Regions from separate parts of the Mus musculus genome. Here all the other regions are linked to region 4. Evidence: chromatin contacts called from public HiChIP or PLAC-seq and promoter capture Hi-C data. All regions are on one chromosome and are shown on one strand. Each heading gives the region's core, a stretch centred on a gene start, on an enhancer-like site or on the middle of the called end of the contact. The rest is flanking DNA. Distances are from core to core; before and after follow the strand shown. Region 1 holds the start of Mrps5 (mitochondrial ribosomal protein S5). Region 2 holds the start of Acoxl (acyl-Coenzyme A oxidase-like). Region 3 holds the start of Crls1 (cardiolipin synthase 1). Region 4 holds the start of Snrpb (small nuclear ribonucleoprotein B). Region 5 holds the start of Bub1 (BUB1, mitotic checkpoint serine/threonine kinase).

Region 1 (2,700 bases), core at 91-2,590, 2.6 Mb after region 4:
AGGACAGACAATAACAAGTGCTGGCAAAGAGAAACTGAAGCCCCTACACAGTGCCGGTGGAGCTGTAAAATGGTACAGCTACTTGGTAGTTAGTTCCTTAGTTAAACACTGAGGTGTCACTTCAACCAGCAATTCCACCCAGGAAATACCCACAAGAGGACGGACATGTGCACAGACAGAAGCACAGCATCCAAATGTTTTAACATCAGTCCTAACAGCCAAAAGATGGAAACGGCTCAAACGTTCATCCGCCAATGAGTGGATAAACAAAATGTGGTGTAATGGACACAAGAGTATTATTGGCTCACAAGCAACATGGGACTGGTATGTCACAGCAGGGACAAATCCTGACAACACAGCATTATTGGCAGATGCCAATCGTAGAAACCAGATGCCCAGAACAGACAAGCTATGGACAGATGGGAAATAGATCAGTAGTCTCCCAGTGTTGACGGCTAGTGAGAGATGGCGAGGGGTGGGGGCAACAGTTAAAAGGTACAGTTGTTTTTTCTTTTGGAGTGATGAAAATGTTCTCAAACTGACTGTGATGATAAATGCACCGTCTACAAAAACACTAAAACAAAACCTTTGAAGTGTACACTTTAGATAGATCACCTGCGAGCGCTAGTGAATGTTACAACTTACTATGGACAGAGGCCTTAATGAGATGGTTTCAACGCCGGCAAAACAAACGAAGGCTCAAGTCACATACCCTATCAAGTGATTTCAGGTTAAATATTGCAACAAAATGAACTTTCTGGACCAGGACCTTGAGCACAATGTCCAGCGCGAAGCTATTCCTACAAGCCAACGCCATGCTAGAGATCGGCACACAACTGAAAAGGGCGGCAGGAAGACGGTGACAGCAAAAGTATATTCTGGCAAACGGATCGGCCCAGACGCTAAAATGACAGCTAGTTAATCTAACAGACTCAGTAAGAGTCTGTTAGACTTTTTGCTGGCGGCACTCTGACTCGAGACAGGGATTGACATCACCCTATGAACCACAGACTATGCTTGCTACATTCGCTCCTCCTCACAGAGTGGGCCTGAACGGTCTCCCTGGCCGAAAGCACACTGCCCAGTTCACTCCTTATACTCTCAAACGGCGCGACCAGAGAGGGACAGAAGGCGCGCAAGGTCACACAGCCGGCCGGACCCGAATGGGAGACTGAGATCAAGGACTCGGCGACTTCTCGCGTTCCTGGAGCCTAGACTCGACAGACCCGAGGGAAAGACCCCTGCTCGCGCGCGCTTTCGGTCCGGGTCCCAGGGCTCACCTGCCTGCAAGCTACACAATGCAGGGAGACAGCCTGCAGCGCGTACGGCCGCCGCCATGCTGGAGCCGGAGCAGCGACTCCGCCTGTCTCTGGAACCGCCTTCCTCACCGCCTGCAGCAACGAGCTGCGACCGCGCCTTGTCACAAGTTCGTCGTCAGCGCAGAGAGGTGTGCTGAGGCTCGAGGGCCACCATTCAGCGCACACGGAAAACTGCCCTCGTGGACCACAGAGGAAACTGAGTCAGGCTCAGCCTCGGACAGCTGCTCAGGGGTCCTCGCGCTAGGACCCCGGGCAGGGGCGGGGCGAGGGCGGGGCTAGCTCTGGGCTCTTTTCTCTGATAGTAGCCTAATGGATCACATCTCACCAGTAGCAGGCTTGACCTGGCAAAGTCAGTTCTGCGGAACCGGGAAAGAGTCTGGGAACATCGGGAAGGAGCCCGGGGGTGAATGAGACAAAGTGTGGGAAGTCCGTAAAGGCCCAAAGTTTATTAAACATATGTTGCCTTTGTTGTGTATTCATGGTACAGGTTGTTCACACACAGTCATGTTCCAGCCCGAGGCCACGGGTTTTACCCCACCTGCTCATGGCTTTACACTATCCATGCTTGCCCAAATGAGTCACATATGATGGTTCTGGACTCCTCCCCTGAAACTTTAAGCCTGCAATAAACTGTTTCTGTGTTGCCCTGGTCATGGTGTTTTGTCACGGCAATAGAAAGTAACACAGGGGCTTTCTTCATTAGCTTCTTGGGATTATCATTTAAGGCTTCTACCTTTCCTGAGGGCAGTGGTTGTTGGGCAAGCCACATTTGCTACCTAATGTCTTGGTCATGATTCGAAACACCTGCAGTCTCTGAGCAAGTTCAGAATTGCTTGTGAGAGTGCCTTGGCTACTTTGTAAGTCTTTGCAGCACAGGCTGGGGAGGCTTTAGTTCATTCAGTAAGGATATCCATGAAGACCTATAGGCAGCTGAAGACGTGGCAAGACTTGGTAAACTATGTCCTCCAAATCTGTCACAGGTTCGTGACCATGTCTGAGCACATACCATGCAGCCCCCAAGAAACTCAGGAGCAGACTGGAAGAATCATTTTCCTGAGAAGAGGTGATTGTATGTTTCTCCTGACCTTGTCCAACCAAAGTATCACAGGGCTCTTTTACAAGCTCTCTGGGAACATAGTTGAGGATTTCTGTATGCAGCCATCCTTCAGAATTGCAGAAGAACCCTTTCACAGCTGCCCTTTTCACTGCCTTAGGGGCAGACCGAGGCTTACAAGAGATCCATGAGACTGACAGAGGCGAAAGGGATCAACAAAAATTAGACAGCAGTGCTGAGACCTTGGCAGCCTAGTGATATGATTTATTCCCTCTACTGACAAGCCACCCATTTAGTGCCCCCTGTAGCCGACATAGCAACACTGGA
Region 2 (2,700 bases), core at 154-2,653, 2.3 Mb after region 4:
CCTGTCTCAAAAAAAAAAAAAAAAGAAAGAAAGAAAGAAAGAAAGAAAAGAAAAAGGAAAAGGAAAGAAAGAAAGAGAATGAAAAGAGAAAGAAAAAAGAGAGAGAGAAAGAAAAAGAAAGAAAGAGAGAGGGAGGGAGGGAGGGAAGGAAGGAAGGAAGAAAGAAAGAAAGAAAGGAAGGAAGGAAGGAAGGAAGGAAGGAAGGAAGGAGAAAGAGAGAGAAAGAAAGAAATCGCCCTTGGTGTACAAAAATTTTACATTGTAAGCCAGGCATGATAGTGCATGTTTTAATCCCAGTACTCTGGAGGCAGATCTCTATGAGTTCAAAGCCAACCTGGTCTATGTAGAGAGTTCTGGGCCAACCAGGGCTACACAATGAAGCTTGTCTCAAAAGAAAAAAAAAAAAAAGGAAGAAAGGAAGGAAGGAAAGAAAGAAAAAAGAAATAAAAAAGAAAAAAAGAAGAAAAAAGAACAAAGGAAAGAAAAATGTGTTTCTTAGTATTTTGTCATTTCATGCTTATTTTATAATTAAAAATTTCAATTTTCTTTTGATTGTGCATTTTAACATAGAAAGACATATTGATCTTACCTGCAACTTTACTGAATTTACTAGTCCTAACATATTTTTGTGCAATTATGATGATTTTCAACGATAAGAGCATGGCATCATAAAGACAATTTCATCTTCTTTCTCTCCAACTTTTTATGTCTGATTTTTACTCACAGAGTCTGTCACTGCCTGATGTACCATAAACGTATATGTGTTTTACTATGCAGTGTGTCCTCCTGTATTAAACTATAAGCTCCACAAATACCTGCTTTACTTTCTGTCCCTTGGTGTCTAGCTCATTGTTGGAGCCAGTAAATAACTGTGAAGTGAGTGAGTCACCTCACCTGCCATACTGAAGGGACTTAACAAATGGTAGCAAGTAGTAATTGTTGTTACCTTTTACACAACACTTGACTGTAAAAGTAGTAATTAAGTTTTCAAATAAAAAGATCTTATTTATAAAAAATGGTCACAGTATCAAGAAATAAACAAACCATGATTCCAGCTGCTCTGGAGTCCCTTGGCAGACAACACACTCCCTGGCAGGCTCTCTGAAGAAATCCCTGTGGTCCCCGCAGATGACAGCACACTTTGGATGCCAATCTATACAGAGGGACTTCTATAAACAGTCCACTCCATCCTGTCATCTCTGCTCAACTCTTCCACAGGATCCCATGGGGCCAGGGCTGGCCTGGCCAAGTGGCCAGCATCCAAGTGCATGGGGCTGGAGCTGGGACAAAGACTCCTGCCAAAAGCAGCACACAGACCAAGATCCAGGGTAGCCTGTCACAGCCTGCTAGGAAAAGCCAGGGTTCCAGGACAAACAGAAGCCAGAGGGCCCAAGCCCAAAGAGGAAAGGTCTCAGAGAAAGAAAGTCAGAGCAAGCACAGGGATGGGTGGGAGGAGGCTTCTCTGTCATGATCCTTAGGACCAATAGGGACTGGGTTGGTGTTGAGGCCTAAACAGGACAGAATTTCATGAAGAACCAATGACAGACTCACTTCTTTGGCTTCTTGACATAGTCCCTGCTCAGCTAGAGTTTTGCAATGCACTCATGACTTCCGGGGGGTGGGGGGTCGGGGGGGGGGGGGAAGAAGTCTAACATCTTAGGGGTTATCAGGAAAGTAACCGGTTTCCTCATTCTCAAGCACCTTCAGAAGTGAGGCAATCTGACCTTAGAATATCATTCCATCTTAGAGCTAATCACCAGTCTCTCTAATGTAAAACACCCAAAACTAAAACTAATTTAAAAAAAATATATAGTTAGAGTAAATACAACGATCAGGCCATAGGTTGTCTGCCAATTCCCACCAGGCAGCTAAGAGTGGGCTTCCCGGAACCTGTGGATGATTTAAACCAGTGTTGTTCAGACTTCAAGGTCCCTAAGCCCCTTTACACTTAAAAACTACTGAGGGACCAACGAGATGGCTCAGTGGGTAAAGGTGCTTGCCACTAAGCCTGATGACCAGACTTCGAGCCTTAGGACCCACATGGAAGACGAAAAGAACCCACTCTCACAAGGTGCCCCTGACCTCCACATGCATGCTGTGGCATATGTGTGTCCATACACATACACACAAAAAAACAAACACATAAGTAAATAAATAAATATAAAAAGAAAAAAAAAACTGTGAAACTGCCGAGGAGCTTTCCTTGTGGTTCTATTTAGCAATTTACCATATTGGTAATTAAAACAGAGAAATCTGGTACTTTAGTCATTGTAAATAATAATAAACTCATAAAGTAATAGTTTCATGAAAATACACACAATTTCCAAAATCCAAAAAGGAGATAAAAAATAAAATAAGTTAGACAAATAGAGTTATCTTACATTTTACAAATTGTTTGAATATCTAGCCTAATTAAAGACACCTTGGCTTTCAGCTTTGCCTTTGCTGTGAGGTGCCCTTTGGGTTAGTTTGTCACAAAAGTCCTGCATCACACACACAGAAAACCAGGCATTTATTTTTCAGGTGGCACCTGCAAACATCTCAGAGATATCCAGGGATTGTCAGACCACACTCAAGGACCACTGGGCTAGGCCATGTTCCTGCTACCAATGCCTGCCCATGCAAATTATTAGGATGATGATAACACAGGGGATTGTGGGTAATTTTCTTTCAGTCTCAGGGGGCATAGTGTAGGTGAGC
Region 3 (2,700 bases), core at 23-2,522, 2.7 Mb before region 4:
TGTGAAAGTCGACAAAGCTTAATCTCAAATTACCCAACCAGATAACCTGTGGCATACTCGGCCAACTGTGCTGGGAAGGGCTTCAGCCAGGTTGAGGGCAACTTCAAAGCATCCGGCGGCGTTCAATCTCCAAGAGTTTTAAAGCTAGGCCTGAAGCTGTGACCCCTGCCGGGGTGTGGCCACCTCAGCCCATGCTGTGTAACTGAGGAGAGCAGGGCAGTACAGTGGCCGCTGAAGACCTAACAATTGAAGATGTAATAATTGCATGGACTTGCTAACATGACATCAAAAGCTGGGCCACACTCATGCTCTGGTGTCACCTGCTTGGGAAGTTATCTTACCAGGCAAGGTGAACAAATCCTTCTGTTACGTCAAGAATAGTCTGAAGCTTTCTATAATACAAAGTTGAAAGATCTTTTCATTACAACCTAAGCCAGATAATTATCCTCCGTGATACTGCTAAAGACCAAAGGATGATGTAATCTGCACAAACGGACAGAAGGGCCGTTCTTATGGTTCCGCCGAACTTAACCCTGAAGATTCACTTCAAAAAATTAAAAACAGATTAACTAGACGAGCGATGGTTGTTTTTACCTATGCAACGTGTAGACACACCTCCCAGCAACGGGTGTGCACACAAGGGGATTACAGTGGGTTTCAACTTGGCCAGAGACTGTACCCGGCGGGGGACCCCTGAAGTTCACCAAGATCGAACGCCCTGGCTGCCCGTAACTTCCCAGAACACCGGGTGAGTGTCGCGACAGAGCGCCGAGCCCGTCACCTGCGTCCCGCCGACCCTCCCTCGCACGTACCGAGCTGGCGGCGCTCGCCGGGACCCATCGGGCGCTGGGGGCCTGCGCGGCGGCACCTCCTCCTCCGGCGGCGGGCTCCGGGGCTGCCTTCCCCGCGCCCGAGCAGTGGGTCCGCGGGCCGGCGCCGGGCAGCCGCAAGGCGAACGCGGCCGGCCGCAGCCGCCAGCGCTCAGCCAGGCAGCCGAGGCAGCAGGCCGCGGGCGGCAGCAGGGCCCTGCGGGAGCCGCCCCTGCCGAGCCGCGCCCCCGGAGGCCGGAGGGCCACGCGAAGAGGGCCCCACGCGCCGCGCGCCACGCGCCAAGCCAACATGGCCGTGTGGCCTCCACGGAGTCCAAGAGTCGAGAACTCAGACGCCCCTGGCACCGGCTGCCAGCTTCTCTAGAGAAGTCGAGCGGTGCCGAGGCCGTATGGACAGCTCCATACTAATTTCTACACTCTGGCACTTTCCGCTTATACAGGTGGCCTGAACCGCCAAGGGAGTCAGCTTTCACGACGTTTTCACGACACCCAGCCGCTCTGCTCACCGGCGCCCCCGCGCGGCAGCGGCGAGCACGAACAGCTAAGGCCCGCAGGTTAGGAAGACCTGACTAGTGAGTAGAGCCGCTAGTGCCTGCAGGCTAAGAAGAATGACAGGTAGGGAAGACCAAGAGCGAGTGCCACGTGGCCACAGGAAGCCACTTATATCAGGCCTGCCTGATGCCAAGTGGCCCGCTGGTGTGCATGGCTCTGTATTATCACTGGAGATGTAAAGCATTAGTGTTGGCATCAAAGTAGTTAAGTACCTACTCTGCTTCCTTAGCACTAAATGCATATGAATAGAGCAAAGGGAAATGTCAATAATAGCAATCACTAATTGTTTACTTGGGAAGTGCTTACTGTATGCGTTATAGTGTCATTATTTATCCTCTCAACAACTCTAACATGCCTTCTGTATTTGCCTTTACTTTTACAGGTACAGAAGCCCGTGGACAGGAGAAACCTGCTTATTCTAAGTCTGAATTAGAAACAAATCAGTTCACTGTTATAACCTTACCTAACCTACCATTTTGTTATAGATTTGAGCTTGAACCCAGGGCCTTGAATCCAGGTCGGGCAAGAACCAAACCAGTGAAAGGTCACCACGTGGTGATGTCTTGCAGTCTTTCCACTGTTCTTCAGCCCAGTCTGTGATGGCACACACTCACCTGGAAGTTGTTCGTAAAGCCCACATCACATTTGACGATTGTAGTCTTTTTTTTTTTTTTTTCCAAGACAGGGTTTCTTTGTGTAGCTCTGGCTGTCCTGGAACTCACTCTGTAGACCAGGCTGGCCTCGAACTCAGAAATCCGCCTGCCTCTGCCTCCCGAATGCTGGGATTAAAGGCGTGCACCACCACGCCCGGCTAAGGATTGTAGTCTTAAGGAGCTTTTTATCAAGATCATCTTTATTTTGTTTTGGTTTTTGCGAGAGGCCTAGACTTTTCTTTTTAATTAAAAAAGGAAGAAAGAAAAATGAAGAAAAGGAAAGAAGAGGAAAAGAGAAGAAAAATCTAAGCAGTGGTATGAAACAAAGAGAAAAAGAAGTAAAAAGATAAATCCAGGTGGCCGTGGTGCATGCCTTTAATCCCAGCACTTGGGAGGCAGAGGCTGATAGATATCTGTAAATTCCAGGTCAGCAAGGGCTACACAGAGAAAATCTGTCTCGAAAACAAAAACAAAGTCAGTTTCTGTTCATAATTAGAGTTACATCCCCTTGTATATAGTCTTAGCCTTAGTCATCCCCTTGTATACAGTGGTCTGATCGGCCCATTTTGGGATGGATGGGTCAACTGATGGAGCTGCTTGCAGCTAATCTAACCAGCTGACTTTGATCATATTTATATCAGCTACCACTTGGTTCCTTCAAGTCA
Region 4 (2,700 bases), core at 4-2,503:
ATCATAGCCCTTGCTCCCTCTTCTATTCCCAAATCCCGCCCTTACAAATCCCCCCCCCCGCCCCCACCATTGCCTCCATCCCATACCACTGTTGGTCCCAAGGGGGATTCCAATCTCATTCAGATGGGAAACTAAATAGTCATTGGAGGTGGATGGACAGAGGGAACTGGGTAGGGGAGGAAGGGGTGAGGAAGGGAATGGGTGGGGGTGGGGGTGTGATGTGGTGGGGAGGAGTTGGGGTTTTTCTCTGGTGGCTAGCTGGAGCCTGGGGCTGGGGAGGATACCTATGGAGGTGACTCTAGCTGAGATTCCTACCAGAGGGGGATATAGAGACTGAAGTAGCCACCTCCTGTAGCCAGGCCGGACTCCGAGAGGCGGGAAGGGGACATCAATCCAAACTTCGACCCAAAATTTGTCTTGCTTAAATCCCGGTTTTTAAAGTCAATTCAAGGGTGCCAAAATACACTTGCGTTAAGTGAAAAGGATATGCATATCGTAAGCGTGCTTATGTAGAAAAAAAATTAGCATATTGTGACTTGGGGAGTTACTCCGAGTCTGGGAAGGCATGCCCTTCCAATAATAAGGGGACTACGGTTTAGTATGTCAGATAGCAATCAATATTTGAAAACAAGCAAAAAGGAAGCGCGAAGAGCCTGAGAAAGTTGCATTTTTTTTTTTTTTTCCTAGAAAGAATGGTCAGGAAAGTCCTCACCAGGACTGTCATTTCTGTTTAAATCCTGGAGGTAAGGGCATGAGGGTGTGCATATACCTGCGAGTCTAGCGCTCCTGGTGAGACAAAAGCAAATGCAAAGAGGGAAGAACATAGAGAGAAGCTAGAGAAGTGGCTTCCTAGAGTGAGTTCACAAGAGCGCTGGGTGAGAACTGGATGGGAGTGGGGTCTGGGACATCGGCGTGTAAACCAAGCACTCCAGCGGAGACTTTAGCTGGGGAGGTGTCTGTCCTCCAAGGATGTTTGCCGCCCAAGTATGGTGTACGCCAGCATCTGGTACTAAGAACGCGGTGGGTAGGAGGATCCGAAGCTCAAGACCCAGTGAGACCCGGTCTAAAGCAAAACAAAACGAGGAGGAAAACTCCAATAAAATCAACAAAGGGGGGGAAAAATCCACCCAAAACAAAACAAAACAAAACAAAACCACCACACAATCCGTCAGCTGATGCTAATGCTCCGCCCCCTAATTGCGTTCCAGAGACCGGAACTCCAGGTCCGAGGCCGGACCGGAAGTAGCTTCACTAGCGGCGGCATTTTGCAGGCAGCATTTCCGTTAGCGGCGGCGGCGGGAATCCAGCGGCTGGCTGGCTGGCGACTAGGCCTCTGTGGCAGAGAATCCGGCGGGAATCTGAGCCATCCGAGCCGCCACCATGGTGAGAAGGCGCGGGCTGGCTGTAGGGCGCTCGGGGGTGCGGAACGGGGCGGTAGCTGGCGGCGTCCGTGGGCTGGAGCCGAGCCGAGCCGCCCGTGGCGGAGGAGGTCGGGGTGGAAGCCGCTTCATCCCAGCGCCAAAGGCCTGGACTTGCCGTGAGGCTGCGACCGGGTAGAGGGGAAGGCCGACCGGGGTACAGAGGCCGATGCGCGGCCGTCAAACGTCGTGTCCCGGAGCCACGGCGGTTTCGGCCCCGCGGCCTCCGTAGCTTTAAACTTGGGCGTCAGTGTGTGCCCGGGCTTTTGGAGCTGGCGCAGGCCTCGGGCCGACCGGGCAGCGCCGGGCGAGGCGGAGGAGTAGCGGAGGTCACGGCCCGAAACCGGAGTCGAGCAGCGGAGGGAGCGGGAGGCTGGAGGAGAGGGTTTGCCAGCAGAGCGCGCGCGACCTTGCTTCTCGTATTTTGATGTTGGGCTGTGTCGGGCGCCGGGGCTGCACCCTAAAGTAAGTTCTGTCTTCACTTGGGCCAGTTTCTGGCCAGGCAGTCCTAATATAGCTACAATATAACTAATATCGCAGTGGTAGCTCAGCGTTAGGCAAAAGTAACGGCAGTGGGAGGAACGAGAACGTTTTCTCCAGGAGGTGACTCCCAAATGATTGTTTCGGGGCACCCGGCTCCCCCATGGGAGGGAGGGTTAGCAATCTGGAAAACTGAGAGAGCAAAGCAGTCGATGGCACGAACTTTCCAGGAGTCTGGTTGCTGAAGGCCCAGTCTTGCTTTATCCTGTTGGTAGTGAACGATCGCTGCAAGATTTTTCCCAGGCTTAATGAACTTAAGTTCTTAAAGGTCAGCCAGGGAAAGTGGTCTTTGCTTGAAATCTCAGTTTGTTATAATTTCTGTACTCAAAATCCTAATTTTATTTAGTTTTGGCTACAGACCACATGTAATAAATACCTCGAATCTCTCCAAAAGATTACTCTAGTTGCGTGGCTGAAGAAACCCGAGGTGCTCAAACAGGATATTGCTTTTCTTTTTTCTTTTTTTCCAAGAGTTGACTGAGGCAAGTCCTTACATAATCTTCAGCCGGAGTAGCCTATTTTACCAGTAAAAATGAATGACACTGGGTCCAATTTTGAGGATCAAATGAAATACACAATCCCTTTCAAGGGCCTGGATATACAGGGAGTATCCAATAAGGTATATTAGCTGTTACTAGGCAAAGGGACCGATGTATGCTGATCCCCGTGAACAGTTATGTAAGGGGATTAAGCAGAAAACACAATCTGGATCTTTAGGTTAGGATGGGGTAATGCTTACGGG
Region 5 (2,700 bases), core at 1-2,500, 2.3 Mb after region 4:
GTCTCCTGAGAGGCCTTGCCAGAGCCTTACAAATAGAGGCAGATGTTAGCAGCCAAACATTGGAAGTGTATTCTTAATCTACTTTGCTTGCTACTATCTACGAGGAATGCAAGAACCTGGAACTCCCTCTAGTGGTGTTTACCAATTCTGCCAATATCATGGCCACAGACAATATTTTCGTGTGCAGCTATAAAGACATGTCAGGAATGTTCCTCTAGTTAGATGATTCTAGGAAATCAAATGGGAAATCACTCATAATTCTTTTCTCTAGGTTAGAAAATGTCTATCTGTCCAGAAGCTGCAATATCTTTTTTATCAACTTGAAGGAGCTGAAAAACTCCCAGGACCTTTAGAAACAGGAAGGTAGTAATCGCATGAGTCTTTTATGTTCTACTTGCTTTGGTCAAGTGACCCTAGAGAGGCAAAGTGGGAAGTTATTAAAACTCAAGAAGCAGGGAAGACTAGATTATTTCTCAACTCACTCTCAGGGCACATGAACATGTTAAATATTTATTCTTGGACTTCCGGACTCTTTAAAATTACTATGAATATTTTACAAATACGTGTGGGTGTGCCTTTATGTGAACCAAGTGTGGCAGAGGCCAAAGGCATGGGATCCCATAAAACTCTGGATGGACACACACACACACACACACACACACACACACACACACATATACATGGCTATTTGTCTTCATTCGTGAACCAGACATAATGATTGTGGTTTCCTCATTTGTTATATGAGTATGTGCCACGGCATGCATGTGGAGATCAGAGGACAACTTGAGGAAGTTGGTTTTCTTTCCTTCCACCTTGTGGATGCTTTTATTCACCGAGCCAGCTCACCAGCTATGCCATTTCTGTTAAGCAAAGAGGACAAAAATTCGTGAGTGACTCTCAAGACCCAAGAGGACTCAAAGGGGTTTCAGTCACAGAATCGTCACGTTCGGCCTGGTAGTGTAATACTGTAAGCCAGTTGCCATTTATACCGTTTTTTAAAAAGTAATAATAATAACTCTATGCCAAAACATGGCTAGTGTCTCACTAGAATGGAAACAAACCTTAGCTCAGTCAGCACCTAGCATAGGACTCACTAAAAGGCAAATGAAAAGAACTGCGGGCTAGGGACGGAGGGGGCGGGGACGGAGGCGGGACTTTGTCTCCCAGCAACGGCCGCAGCGATTGGCCAGCTCTCCCGCAGCGGAGACCAATAGTCAGGCGCGCTGCCCACGTTCGACATCACAAGTGCGGCTGCGCGGGGAATTCGAATCGCCGGCGGCCTTCGAGACTCGGGGTTAGGGGCTGATGGGGAGTTTGGTCGGCGGCTGGTGGGGTATTTCGCCGCTGCGCGTTTTTTCTCGTCATGGACAACCTAGAAAATGTCTTTCGGTAAGTGTCGGTCAGGTGCGGTGAGGTGGGCCGGTCGGGACGGTTAGAGTCCGGGTCCCTCAGGCGCGCTTTCTCCTCAGCGCCGCTTCCTCAGCGGGTTCGCTGCACCAGGCCTCAGCCAAGGCGGTAGCCCCCGGGTCACTCGAGTAGACGTGCAAGCTGCAGCCGGCTACCGTTTTGTGCCGAGGATTTGGGCAGTCTGCGGAACCTTCTGAAGTCACGTATCTTCTCCATGGGGAACTTCCTCTAGACGCGAGGGACGCCCCGCCTTCAAAACCCAAACTTGTGTGGTGGTGGAGATTTTTGGAGAAAATTTCAAAGTCTGATAAAAATGCCACCCAACTAAGGAAAGAATTTATTATTTCTCGATTGCCTGATACGTAAGAAAAAAATTAAAGCTGAACTTTATGGGGGGGGGGGAATGCTTGCTATTAAGTCATTTGAGGCTTCCTGCAGGCACTGATTGGTTATTTGTTTTTGTTTTGGGGTCTGGGGGCGGGCGCTTAGGTGACTTACTCAGCCTGTGATGTTAAGCCATTTAAAACTGTTAAATCGGATGTTACAAGAAATACAATTTTATTTTCATCAGTTCTTTAGGTATTCTAAGAGTAAGATATCCAAAATCTGTTGGCGTTAAGCAATTTAATTTTTGATCAGATCGACTAAGGATTTCCCCTCCCCGTTCTAAAATAGAAGCTAGGTATTTTGATTTTTAAAGACTAATTTATTTTAATGATTTGATGTTTAAGCCATTTTCCCAGGAGGTGTGGTTGGTGTGGGGCTATTCAATGTTTGTTTATCTTGGACAAATATTTGTATTTCTTATTTTGCTAAATAAGAACTTCTAAACACAGAAGTAGTGCTGACATTTCAAACATGCTAAAAAGAATCCAAAATGAATCCAAAGTGAAAAAGTGAGAATCGTTGACTTAAAAATAAATTGCTAAAATCTCTACTAAATTATGAGAAAACCATTGCAGTTTCTCTGAATGATCATTTCAGTTTGCCAGTGAAATATATTTTGAGATATAGTTTTCTGGTCATCTACCAAAATACTACTTTTAAATTCTTTTTCTCCTAATCTTATCATTTCTCAGTTTAAAAACCTATGGTTGTTTCTCAACTTGATGCATACTGAGAATACAGTTAATTGCCATGTATCCTCTCTCCAAAGTTGTACACATACTATTCTCACCCTTACTTGCTGTAACTTCTGAACTCATTACTGTTTATGGTTCCAGCCCTGCTCCTTTTTGTGAAGGAACAAAGAAGACATTTAAAATGCAGATAGAGCTTGCCACCTCTTCTCTT

Evidence for each region. Promoter capture Hi-C pulls out the DNA fragments that hold promoters and counts their contacts. HiChIP or PLAC-seq counts read pairs in DNA pulled down with a chosen protein or histone mark.
Region 1: a contact with region 4 is called in an H3K4me3 HiChIP or PLAC-seq map of pro-B cells, with 12 times the contacts expected there. The contact joins the promoter of Mrps5 here to the promoter of Snrpb in region 4. A contact is called at or near these places in 4 of 39 promoter capture datasets (hippocampal neurons, liver and pre-B cells), 1 of 484 Hi-C or Micro-C datasets (B cells), 2 of 115 datasets of contacts at active chromatin or transcription factors (pro-B cells and regulatory T cells) and 2 of 9 other capture datasets (adipose tissue and liver).
Region 2: a contact with region 4 is called in a promoter capture Hi-C map of liver, with 4 times the contacts expected there. The contact joins the promoter of Acoxl here to the promoter of Snrpb in region 4. A contact is called at or near these places in 1 of 39 promoter capture datasets (liver) and 1 of 115 datasets of contacts at active chromatin or transcription factors (astrocytes).
Region 3: a contact with region 4 is called in a promoter capture Hi-C map of erythroid cells, with 13 times the contacts expected there. The contact joins the promoter of Crls1 here to the promoter of Snrpb in region 4. A contact is called at or near these places in 2 of 39 promoter capture datasets (erythroid cells and pre-B cells).
Region 5: a contact with region 4 is called in a promoter capture Hi-C map of liver, with 3 times the contacts expected there. The contact joins the promoter of Bub1 here to the promoter of Snrpb in region 4. A contact is called at or near these places in 2 of 39 promoter capture datasets (embryonic stem cells and liver).

What each region holds. Positions count from the first base shown.
Region 1 is chr2:127,586,066-127,588,765 of GRCm38.p6, reverse strand. Mrps5 (mitochondrial ribosomal protein S5) reads right to left here and starts at 1,340. Exons shown (of 12, transcript NM_029963.2): 1 at 1,281-1,340. The coding sequence starts at 1,338. It also overlaps a transcript of Zfp661 not described here.
Region 2 is chr2:127,853,331-127,856,030 of GRCm38.p6, reverse strand. It overlaps Acoxl (acyl-Coenzyme A oxidase-like), which reads right to left and starts at 1,403. Exons shown (of 18, transcript NM_028765.3): 1 at 1,045-1,403. The coding sequence starts at 1,197.
Region 3 is chr2:132,845,238-132,847,937 of GRCm38.p6, reverse strand. It overlaps Crls1 (cardiolipin synthase 1), which reads right to left and starts at 1,272. Exons shown (of 7, transcript NM_001024385.1): 1 at 813-1,272. The coding sequence starts at 1,121.
Region 4 is chr2:130,177,917-130,180,616 of GRCm38.p6, reverse strand. Snrpb (small nuclear ribonucleoprotein B) reads left to right here and starts at 1,253. Exons shown (of 7, transcript NM_009225.2): 1 at 1,253-1,383. The coding sequence starts at 1,381.
Region 5 is chr2:127,830,409-127,833,108 of GRCm38.p6, reverse strand. Bub1 (BUB1, mitotic checkpoint serine/threonine kinase) reads left to right here and starts at 1,250. Exons shown (of 25, transcript NM_009772.2): 1 at 1,250-1,389. The coding sequence starts at 1,364.